Linked DNA regions of Zea mays: region 1 is linked to region 2. Evidence: chromatin contacts called from public Hi-C data. All regions are on one chromosome and are shown on one strand. The core of a region is the stretch at or near the end of the contact, and the rest is flanking DNA. Distances in the headings are between cores, read along the strand shown. Region 1 holds the start of LOC103643927 (transcription factor MYB54). Region 2 holds the start of LOC100191549.

The links. Hi-C and Micro-C count contacts between places; a contact is called where the count stands out from the background.
Region 1: a Hi-C map of leaf shows a contact between it and region 2, with 6 times the contacts expected there. The contact joins the promoter of LOC103643927 here to the promoter of LOC100191549 in region 2. A contact is called at or near these places in 5 of 25 Hi-C or Micro-C datasets (ear, endosperm, leaf and 1 more).

Annotation. Positions count from the first base shown.
Region 1 is chr1:276,165,822-276,171,368 of Zm-B73-REFERENCE-NAM-5.0, reverse strand. It overlaps LOC103643927 (transcription factor MYB54), which reads right to left and starts at 1,827. Exons shown (of 3, transcript XM_008667097.4): 1 at 1,248-1,827; 2 at 227-679; 3 at 1-115. The coding sequence starts at 1,362.
Region 2 is chr1:276,004,774-276,010,236 of Zm-B73-REFERENCE-NAM-5.0, reverse strand. It overlaps LOC100191549, which reads right to left and starts at 3,609. Exons shown (of 7, transcript NM_001136979.3): 1 at 3,400-3,609; 2 at 3,082-3,286. The coding sequence starts at 3,485.

The DNA.
Region 1 (5,547 bases), core at 578-3,077, 160 kb before region 2:
TGATCGTCATCCCGGCTCTCCGCCTCTTGCTCCTCAATGCTCGAACCACACTTGGTGTCGCTCGAGTTCGCGTTCACTTGGAGGAAATCGTAGAATTCGACTGATTTGTTTGCGTCTGCAGATCAGATTCGAAATGGCATGTAATTAGTAAAGTTGATGAAAAATGTGTCTTGTATATATGGTAGTAGCTAGCATACATGCAGTACGTAGTAGTAGCAGTATTCACCTTCGTTAGTATTTGAACAATAGCCCTGCTGCTGATTGCTATCATGGTTAATGGCAAACGGGACGGCGGAAAATTCTCTTCGGTACTTGTCTAGCAAGGAGGCCATGCCGCTCGCGTCAGGCCTCGGCTTCTTATTGGCGCTCCTAGGGTTACTGCCATCTTCGGCAGCAGCACCGGTGGCGACGACGACGGCACCAGCACCAGCAGCAGCAGCGCCGCCGGCACGCCTGTTCGACAGCCGCATCCGCTCCCTGCACCGCCGCGCCATGATCACATGCCAGTGGTTCTTGACGGCGTTGTCGGTGCGCCCCGGGAACAGCCTGGCGATGACGGCCCAGCGGTTGCCGTGGACGCGGTGGGAGGCGAGGAGCAGCTCCTCCTCCTCCTCCGAGAAGGGGCTCCGGTTGATCCTCGGGTCCAGCTGGTTGAACCACCGCAGCCTGCAGCTTTTCCCTGAAAAGATTCAATTTTTCATTTTAATTAGGTTATTATACAGCTCCTCAATCACGCTAGCTAGCTAGCTGTTCTCTCTTGGGGCGTGCATGCGCAAGCTAGCTAGCTTAGCTACTCCATGGCCAGTAGCTCGTGCGAGAAGGAACACGGCCACGTACTCAGGTAAATTAGAAAGCAAGAAAAGCTGAACTCGGTAGATAGAGAGGGTATATTTCTAGACAAAATTGCTCTACAAGTGACACGGATATGACATGCACATCAAGGCGAGAGTATATAGTGGAGCTAAAAAATGGCACCTCTCTCTGATATGACACCCTAACAGATCTAAACTTCCTTTAACTAACTAAACCCATATGCATGCATGCCCCAATTGCAAAGTCAAACCCCAACGCGAGCAATATTGGTGGATCAACGAGAAGGAAGGAAATTAGCTCTTGGTGGATATATATAGCTCACCAAATCCAACCCGAAAAAAAAACTCAGACATGTATATACATGCTTAATAATATACGATTTTTAGTTTTGATAATCATACAGACATAGTAGCATCAGCACACAGCACCCGTACCTGATCTCCCTTGAAGCTTCTCGGCGATGGCGTTCCAGTTGTGCGGCCCGTACAGCGCAACGAGCTCTTTCAGCTTCTCGTCCTCCGACGGCCTCCAGTGGCCCCTCGTGCACATCCTCGATCGACCGATCGCCGAATCAACAGCAGCCTGCAGCTGCTATCTGAATTGAAGCTCTATTCCTCCAATAATCCTGCACCGTTTCTTGCTTGCTATCTTGAAGCTCCCTATAACTATTAACTAAAGCCGCCACCGCAATCGAGCGTGGAATAAATTAATCGGCAGCATGCGAAGAAGAGAACCAGCAACTGGCCGGCTAGCTAGGTGAATAGGTGATCGATCGATTAATCGGCGGCTGGAGGGAGCTGAGGGAGAGACGATGACGAACAAGGGAGGATGATATGGGGAGGAGGGCAACAAACAAAAGGATGTAGAGAGAGGTCAGAGGCCAGCACAGGAGAGGGATAAGGGCCGGGGGTATATAAGGAGAAGGGAAGAAGGGAAAGTGCTCTCGTTGCGTGGTTGATCGTTAGTGAGTGAGAAGGTAGCGAGTTAGGAGATGGTTACACCAGAGTTCGTTTGATGCTACGTGTGGGCTAATTAACGGGTGGTTTTGTGCGTTAAGAAGGGATCGAATAGAAAACGTCAGTTACATGCTATAGGTCCACAAGATCGACTAACTACCTCGCCGGTTACACTCGTTCAACAAACAACACACATAACTAGAGGGAGACCACATATGCAGGGCCCCGCCAGCGAAGCATAATCTGCATGTGCTGTAGTGCTAAGCAGCAACACACATGACGGCATTATTAGTTCCAAGGGAAATGGTTTTATTATTATTATTATTATTATTATTATTATTATTATTATTATTATTATTATTATTATTATCACTGGTGGAGAGCTATAAAAGAAATATTTGAATATATTTTCATATACATGCATGCATGCAAGTATATGCAACTGCTATGTCGAGGCAATTTCTTATTTCATATATACTAGTAAAGTTTCTGGTTCATTTCTCGGCCCTTTAGAATATAAATCGGCACTGCAGTAAATTTATTTCTTCCCTATATGACAGTACCGTTAGTTCCCTACGTAAACATATTTACATATACATACATGGTGTATATAGGTGTAAGTGTATGCGTGTCTGTAATAATAAGATCGATGTTTATTCAAAAAAAATAATGGTCTAATTAACAAGGTGGTTTCTTTTGATAGACATAGACCACCATTTAGTATTTGTACCTCATTGTTAATGAGGAATATTAGCATGTACGTACCTTTCAGAGAGATCACTTGTTGTTTTCCCGATCATAAGCCTGCTTGATTATCCTTGTGTAGTGCTGATGAATCCTTCACCTGGTGGCGCACCTAATTAATGTCATGGGGAGTTTTGGGAGGAGGAGAAACGGGAATGAAAGAGATGCGTTGGGGTGGGGGGGGGGGGGGGGGGGCAGCAGGGTTGCTTATTGGTGGGGGGAATTCTGTTGCTCAGGTCTCAACATCCCTCTGATGTTTCAAACCTACAACGTCTACTTGAAACCAACCCATCACTCTCCCGGCCTCCCCGATCTTATAGTGTGTGCTGGGCACCTAATTATAGTAACATAACATCCCCTTAAAATATATTCTGCGTTAACAATCAACAATGTTATGTTAAAATAAGTCATCTGTAATCTCTGTAGAATGCATGGTGAACTTGGTATTGTTTCTCTTAATTTGTTCGACTACTACTCCAGCATAATATATACATCCGTATCAATGTAACCTTAATTATATAAGTACATAACATATTTTAAAAAAAGAAGATAAAAGGGACAAGATTCTGCATGTAGCCGTAGTAATCAGATCATCATCCAACTAGCTAGTCGTTGTGGGTTTTCTAGTGCTGTTGGGCGCCTCAGACCTACCCGCGCGCGCCCAATCTACACGCTTCTCTAATATTGGCCTGCTCTACAGTCAACAACTGGGCTCAAACTATACACCCGACCCTCGGGTTGCTTGTACCGTAACTAGAGATGCAAGCGGATCTGTAGATTAATTTGTGGATAGTGTTCCTCTGTATTAATAATAGGCTAAGACTTTTGTGGTTTTATATGAAGCATGCAGAGATCTGTACAATTATGAAACGGCAGCTTGAACAATTAATGTACAAACAGGTTAATGCAAAGGGCAGCAAGTACCATGTGATACATTTAGAACTGACAACAATAATGCTATTATTGGTGGAAAACTACAAACATGTTTCCGTGCAGTACTTCCTCCGAGCTAGTTTGGAAGGCAAATAAATTTGGTACTGTGTACCCAAGCTACACTTGGATATTGATATTATGGCCATGTACTTATTTTATGATTACTCATTGTAAACTTATACTAATTCGATTAAGAATCTAACCATACCGAGTCGTTTATACTATAATGTATAGTTTAAAATTATTAGAAAAAACTATTGATAAAAAAAATACAAAGTTTAAATTTTGATATCCGTGCGTGTGTCCTTGTAAACTTGTAATTAAGACCCTAGGAAGTACTAACTAACCAAACCATATAGAGAACCTTTTCATATATATTTTTTCCCTGAAAAAAATCGTTAGAGAATGAAACAAGATCTAGTGCTAGCTAGCTTGTTGATGGCTAGCTGCATCTCTCTGCACTTTGAGATGGCCAAATTGTAGTAGTGTGGTGACGATTTGGTTCCTGTCCGCTTCTCCATAGATACGGTAGAGAACCTAACCATACATCACTTTTTTTTTAAAAAAAAATCATCTGATGGGGCCATGCCAACTATATATAGAGGAGACATTCTGGTGACCGGCGAGCGCATACCGTCAGAAGTTAATTTATTTCAATATTGCTCTCGTTTCCTTCCCGGGAGCTTCTGCCTGTTGCCTGCTTCCGTTGCAGGTTACATGCGCCACAAGATCGTTTCGGGGGTGCAGTGCAGCTGAGCTGAATGCCTGCCTCGACCGCTGGCCTAACTCTCTGTTCCGTATACATGATGGCAGATAAAAGTTCTTGGACATGAAGCAATAAGCACCTAATTAAGCTTAAACCTTAGGGAACTAGCAACATAAACTACGACCAGTGGTCTAGCTCAGAATCATGTTTTACCTAATAATGAGATACACGTACATTAGTCTCTTTTTTATACCCGAAAAAAATTGTGTTTCTAGACTGCATTTGAATCTTCAAGGCCGTACACCTTTTGCAGGAACACTTTCAGGGGAGTCTTTGTGTGTGTCGCAGGATATATATATATTTTTCTCTCGCCGTACGCATAAACTTCGGACCGATCAGACGCCAGGGTTATTTTTGACATACCTGGCACACATTCTTGCTTCTCACGTGTGCAGTGCTGTGCAGCCTTGACCGATGGAGACAAAGACAACGGGCATGTATGCTTGCATATGCGCACATCATCCAGGCCCTCTTCTTTCTCGCGTGTGGAAATCTTCTGGACGTGCCGTGCAGTGCTATTTTTTTCCCACCCCGACTCATCGGTTGTCACGGAGGCACGGACGGAAGAAGTAACGGTGCATGTAATTAAAAAAGGCGACGTGTACCGCAACGCGAGACGCGACGTGACGTGACTGCCGAATCTTCGCGAACAAGATGGCATGCATGTGTACCTAGTCAGCCCGGACCGGCCGGGGCTTGGATTATTTGAACGTGAGCTCAGCAAAGAGGCTTACCGGCCGGCCGATTGAAAAAATGACATGCAAGAAACCAAAAGATGTAGTAGCCGCGCCGACGGACCCGTGCGTGAACCGCGCGCATGCAGGTCCTCCCTCTCTGAAAATTCCGTAACGCCTGACACGACCGGTTCGACGAATCTTCTTGGCGAGCTCGCGATCGAAACCTCGAAACTAAACACGACCGGATCAACGCAGTTTGGATGCAGTTCGTATACAAATATCGTCGGAGCGTGAGCTTATCGAGGGCATTAATTTGATTGAAAGACCTGTTTTTGGAGTCCCAAGTAAAAGCCGAGTTTTAGGGCATGTACAGTGGAGAGACACCAAAACGGTTCTCTAAGCACAGGAGACAACTAAGAGACTGTATTGTATAATGGAGTGTCTACAAACGTAGTCTATTAATAAATACAGAATTAAATGTATTTGTATAGCATCAGATCGATAGAACAGACGACAAATTCGTACAGTGGGAAGTGAGGCGTCTGTTGCTACTTGGTTTACGAGCCAGAGGCGTCTCTTCGCGGAGAGACGACTCTAAGATTTTTTTGCAAATAACCCCCTTAAACACCTTAAGAGCCTCCACATTAAACACCACTGT
Region 2 (5,463 bases), core at 2,360-4,859:
CTGTCTGGCCGGACTTTTTAAAATCCGTTCATTTTTTAAAAGAAATTCATAAAAAATATGGTTAAAAACTATATTTTTCTGGGTTATCTGATATATCCCTAATTTAATTTAATTTTATAAAACAATAACCATCATGTTTCGGTAAAAAAACAACGAATTTCACCGGAAAAACAAGGGTTTCTCTATGGTTTTTGAATTTTCTGACTAGTTTGCAAATTTAAATTTAATTCTTTCAAAAAAACGAAATCTAACGAGAAACACCGATGACCGGCTGGGAAAATTGGTTTTTCGGCTGGGAAAATAAAATTGGTTTTAAAATTTGAAAATTAAAACTAGTCGGAAAATCTGGATCCGGTTTCTGACGAGAAATCGTCGGTAAACCGTTTTCGATGGAGGGCGGGATTTTATATCGAAACGGTTTGGTTAACCCTGCCGACGCAGTGGCACGCGTTCCTTTCTCATGGTTTCAGACAGGCGCACACACAAAAAAAAAGATAGGAGCAGACCGTTTGCATCCGGCCGGATTCTAAGAAGCTCCGACATACAAAAATATTAGTTCCACAATCCACCTAACCAAACTAGATTTTAAAGTATTTGTAACCAAGGAATTTTCTTTAGAATCCGATAATATGGGATACCATGATCTAAAATCCCGCGCCAAAGAAACAAGCACTCGCCAACTCGCACGTCGCGCCACGTGACACTTTACAGACACTACATCGAGCTCGAGCCTGATATTTTTGTCTTCTCCCCGTGGTTGAGACCGCGCGACGCGAATCAGTCACATGCGATTTTTTTGTCCCAATCCACAGAAATAGGCATGTTCCTCCGGATACATAAATACATTACTAGTATTTCGCTACTTGTTGTCCTGAACTGTCCTGATTGAGACGGGCAAACGGTTTCTATTCTATTTCCGTCGCATCGCGTCAATGTCCGGTGGGCCGGTCCCGTGGAGATATACGTTGGGTGCGGTGGGCCCCGGACTTTGTTCGTAAATCGCGGTCGCAGCGTTTACGCTTGCTCGTTGCTGTGCCAAGACTAGGGCTGGACAAAATGCTCGCGGCTCGTCGGCTCGCTCGGTTCGTGGCCAGCTCGGCTCGGCTCGGATCAGCTCATTTGAATTTTTTCGCGAGCTGAGCTGACATCCTAGCTCGGTTCGTTAACGAGCCAGCTCGGTTTGTTAACGAGCCAGCTCGTGAGCTAAACGAGCTATCACATTTCAGCAAAACAAAACTATATACATATCATTTACGTATCAATTGATGAATATGTTATATGTATGTGTGGTGTCTATAACCTATAAGTTAAACTAATGATTGATGAATTATGTTTATGTATGAAATTGGTCTATACGAATATAAGTGTGGGTTAAACTGCTGAATATGTGTGAATAGTGAATTAATGAGTGATGAGTTGTGTTAATTTGGTGTTATATTGATATGGTCTGTGAAACTATGAGTATAATTATTATTTTCTGTTTTAAATTAGTTTGAAATTAACTAGAAATTGATTATTATACACATATTATTTTTTCTGCTCTGGCTCGCAAGCTAAACGAGCCAGCTCGAGCTCGTAAACGAGTCGAGCCGAGCTAACTCTGTGGCTCGCTACCTTAACGAGCCGAGTCGAGCCAGCTCGTTAGCTTAACGAGCCAGCTCGAGCTCGAACGAGCCGAGCCGAGCTGGCTCGATATCCAGCCCTAGCCAAGACAGCAGAAGTGCAGGACCATGGAGGCAGGCAGCGATTGGCTTGGACGCCCCACCGCGGAAGAAAACAAGCAGCTTCCGATTCCGACCACCACCTCGCGCCACGCCACAGTCGGCAACAATGGACAGGTATGCACGGGTTTCACCGTTCAGACTTTGACCAGCGTCATTTTTTTTCTTCTTAGAGCATCTCCAACAATGCCTCAAACTAATGCCTCAAATCGAAATATAGGGCTCTACACAAGAAAAACCACTCCAACAGTGCCTCAATTCAACAAATTTTGTTAAAAAATTATAGGGCACCCTCTCAAGTGCCTCAAATATATTACACCATAGTGGGCTGCCCTATAATCTAGATTTGAGGCTTTACTGTTGGAGCAGGGTGTTTTGTTGGTGCCCTAAATTCTATAAAATTTACTTATTTTTAAATTATAAGGCATTTTTATAGGTCACGTTGTTGGAGATGCTCTTAATATTCGATTAAACAAGCGAGAAATGTGCACTTAATTAGGTCTGTTATTATGTACTTTGAACATGTCAAACATTTCTGGTTTTTTTTTGAAACTTCTCATAAAAAACAGATAGTCAAAATCCACTGTGCAGGTTCCCTTCCCCTTCCCCTTCCCCTTCCCCGGGACCACGGGGACCGGCTTGTTGTCCCCGCTACGCTTGCTGTTGCGATTCTTGCGAAGCTTCAAAGGCAGGTAGCAGAGCACCGACGCATCACACATCACACATCACTCATCCAGGGTGTCGCTGTGCCAGGGGAGGGGAACTGTTTGGTTCGTATCTCCGTCACTATCTTTCTGTAACCGGAAATTTTTTATAAAAAAATCACAGAAATCGATTCACTTTTCTATAAGAAATTGTAGAGACAGAAAATTTCAAAAGGGGCTTGAAAAGCAAAAGGAGGAAGAACTTGGCCCATTGCCCCATGCCACATTGGGAGGCAGAGGCACGAAGGCAGTATTGCAGTAACGAGCATTTGATGGGTGGCCTGGGCAGTGGATACTCGATCATTTTGGATTGTTTTTTCAGTACCTACTGGTTCTCTGGATCCAGGTTGCCATGCCATCCATAATATAAATAAACTACTTAGATAAGAGATCCAAGCTCCAAGGCCAGATCAGAGGCCAAGTGGGCCAATGAAAAACCAGGAGCCCTGTTTAACTATTGTTCAACCGCAATGAACCCATCAAAAACGAGGGGGCGAGCAAAAGGGAAAGTGGGGAAAGGAAGGATCTGGTTTGCGCGTTCGGGATGAGGACAGGAACCACGCTATCATCATGACCCGGAACTAGCCATACATATCTGCGGCTCGATCAATGAGCGATCGACGGAGCAACAAGCAGGAGCGGCGCAGCGAGCGTACCTGCAGCTCGGTGGTGACGGGGTACTCGTCCATGTCGACGTAGTTCTTGTTGACGGAGGCCTGGATGAGCTTGTCGCACTCGGGCTCCATCCACGTGGTGACGAAGGACGCCAGGTTCAGCCGCGGGTTCCCGTCCAGCATCAGCTCGTCGTTGATGATCTGGTACGCCGCCTCCTTGGGGATCGACTGCTCCGGCATCCGGTACCTGCGGGCGGGCGGTCAGCGGCGGGTAGCCCAACGAAGAAAACCGCGGCGCGTAAATAATGCTCTCGGCTCGAGCGAGACAGCGCGGAGGGAAGGCAGGGAGGAAGGACGTGCCTAGGAAGGGAGGTGCGGACGTAGCGGGACGCGAACGTCGAGTGGACGGACTCATCGGAGCCACCGACGCCGTGTGACAGCACCATCTCGTCGATCTCTCGCCGGCGGGGGAGGAACGAGGGCGGGGGGTTCCGCTGCTGGTGGTGGTGGCGGCTTGGGGGAGGGGATAGCAGTATAGCACAGAGCAGGAACCGATGCCCGACGCGGTCCAGTTGCTGGCTTTGCGTGCTCGCATTAATAAGAACGCGTGGTGACACTGGAGATAGCAATGGCTACAAAATAGCAGAATGCGTTGGTCTAGTAATTAAGAACGCGAGCAAGCTAATAAGACTAATCACAGTGAGGATTTCATGTCCCTATTTCTAAAAATGTCACATCAGCTTTATAGATGAATGAAACATCTTCTCTTAATGTAGAATTTCATCTCACTATTTCATATGTCAACGTACTTCTTAAATGCTGCATATAAATAACTAAAAGAATTTACTCAATTATACGAAGATAAAACAAAACACTCTCTGTGAAGATTTCACACAGTTTTCCAAGACATTGGGAACTAGTTAACATGGTTTCATCCCCACAAAACTCCATGAAACTCTTCCTTCTTAAATGATGTGACATGTCATCAAAATAGCTGATGTGGCAGACTAATTAATACATGAAACACCTCATGAAACCTCCATTATGATTAGCCTAATATAGCTTAAGGTTTTATGACATTGTCATGCCATCTATAATAAACTAAAAGTCTGATTATACTAATAAGATGTCCACTAGAAAATGATTGTCTTGTGGTCATCCTCATACAGAGAGCCAGCGCCCCTCACACCTCCTTCTGTTGGAGGTGCTCGTCGTGTCGTCGTCGTCGCGCCATTCTCAACAGTCAACATCGAAGAAACACTTTCTTGCGTTGAAGATTTCAACATCATTTCTGCCCCGCTCCCACATCATCCCATGCGTTCGTATCTCCTTCACCCTCTCGATTATCGACCATGATCGTGATCGTTTCGTAATGGTGACGTCATCTCCACCGCCTCCCCGTCCGTCCCTATTCTCACATCAAGCTAGACTGCTCTACTGCAGATCTATAGCCTCTGACTATCCATCCTGTTTGAAGACGAACGATCGAAGAGCGCAGTAGGCAGGGTCGTACCAGCTGTTGCACCATAAGTAGCCTAATAGGCCACCTAGCTCGTATGTTCCCACTTGGTCACCCAAGTGCCGTTGTCGCGGGCGGGCCGTAGAGCTCTCGTGGCATCGCCACTCCCGACCCAGTTGCAAAGCTAGCGCAAGCTTGTCTTGGGCCGTAGAACTCCCATGCAGCACCAACACCACCATCACATAAGCTTCCACATGGCTATGGAGAGCCATTGCCCATCCCCCTTCCCCACCCACCCGCTAGGGGGTGGTGCTCGTTGTGTTATCGTCCTCACGCATCTCCGATGGAGAGCAACCCCCACCCCTCGCCGCCTTGCCCCCTCTATCTGGATCAACGGTAGAGAACAAAGCAAGAGAAAGAGAATGAGAGAGAGCGCGTTGTGGGGTGCGTGATGGCACGGGTGGGAGGGGGTGCATTGTCACACCCGGATTTTAGGGGTCAAAAACCCGGGCGCGAACCTAAACACCAGGTGTGCTGGGACCAAGTCTCACACATATGATGCATAGTGGCACAGGATCGAATGTCACATCGTTACTATATAACAGGAGTTCTGTACAAAAATAATTAAATAATTACATCATATGAGGAAACGATCCAGCAACCCAAAGTTGACTGGGAGACGACGGCCTAGACCACTCACGAACTCATCACAGCATCCTCCACGCGCCTCATCCTGTGGTACCTGTTCTTGACCTGTGGGGGGGGTGTGAGACAGCAAGAGTGAGCTCACATACGTTCATCGCTCAACAAGTTGTGGGGAATAATGTGCATGAACTCGCCAAAGGTGAGAGCTCACGTGAAGTGTAAGGCTTACCAAAGAGGATGGTTAGAGCTGAGCATTGCTTTTAAAGTTGGTCAAAATTTTATTAGCAATTACTAAGTATAAGTAAATACCAACCCAATTA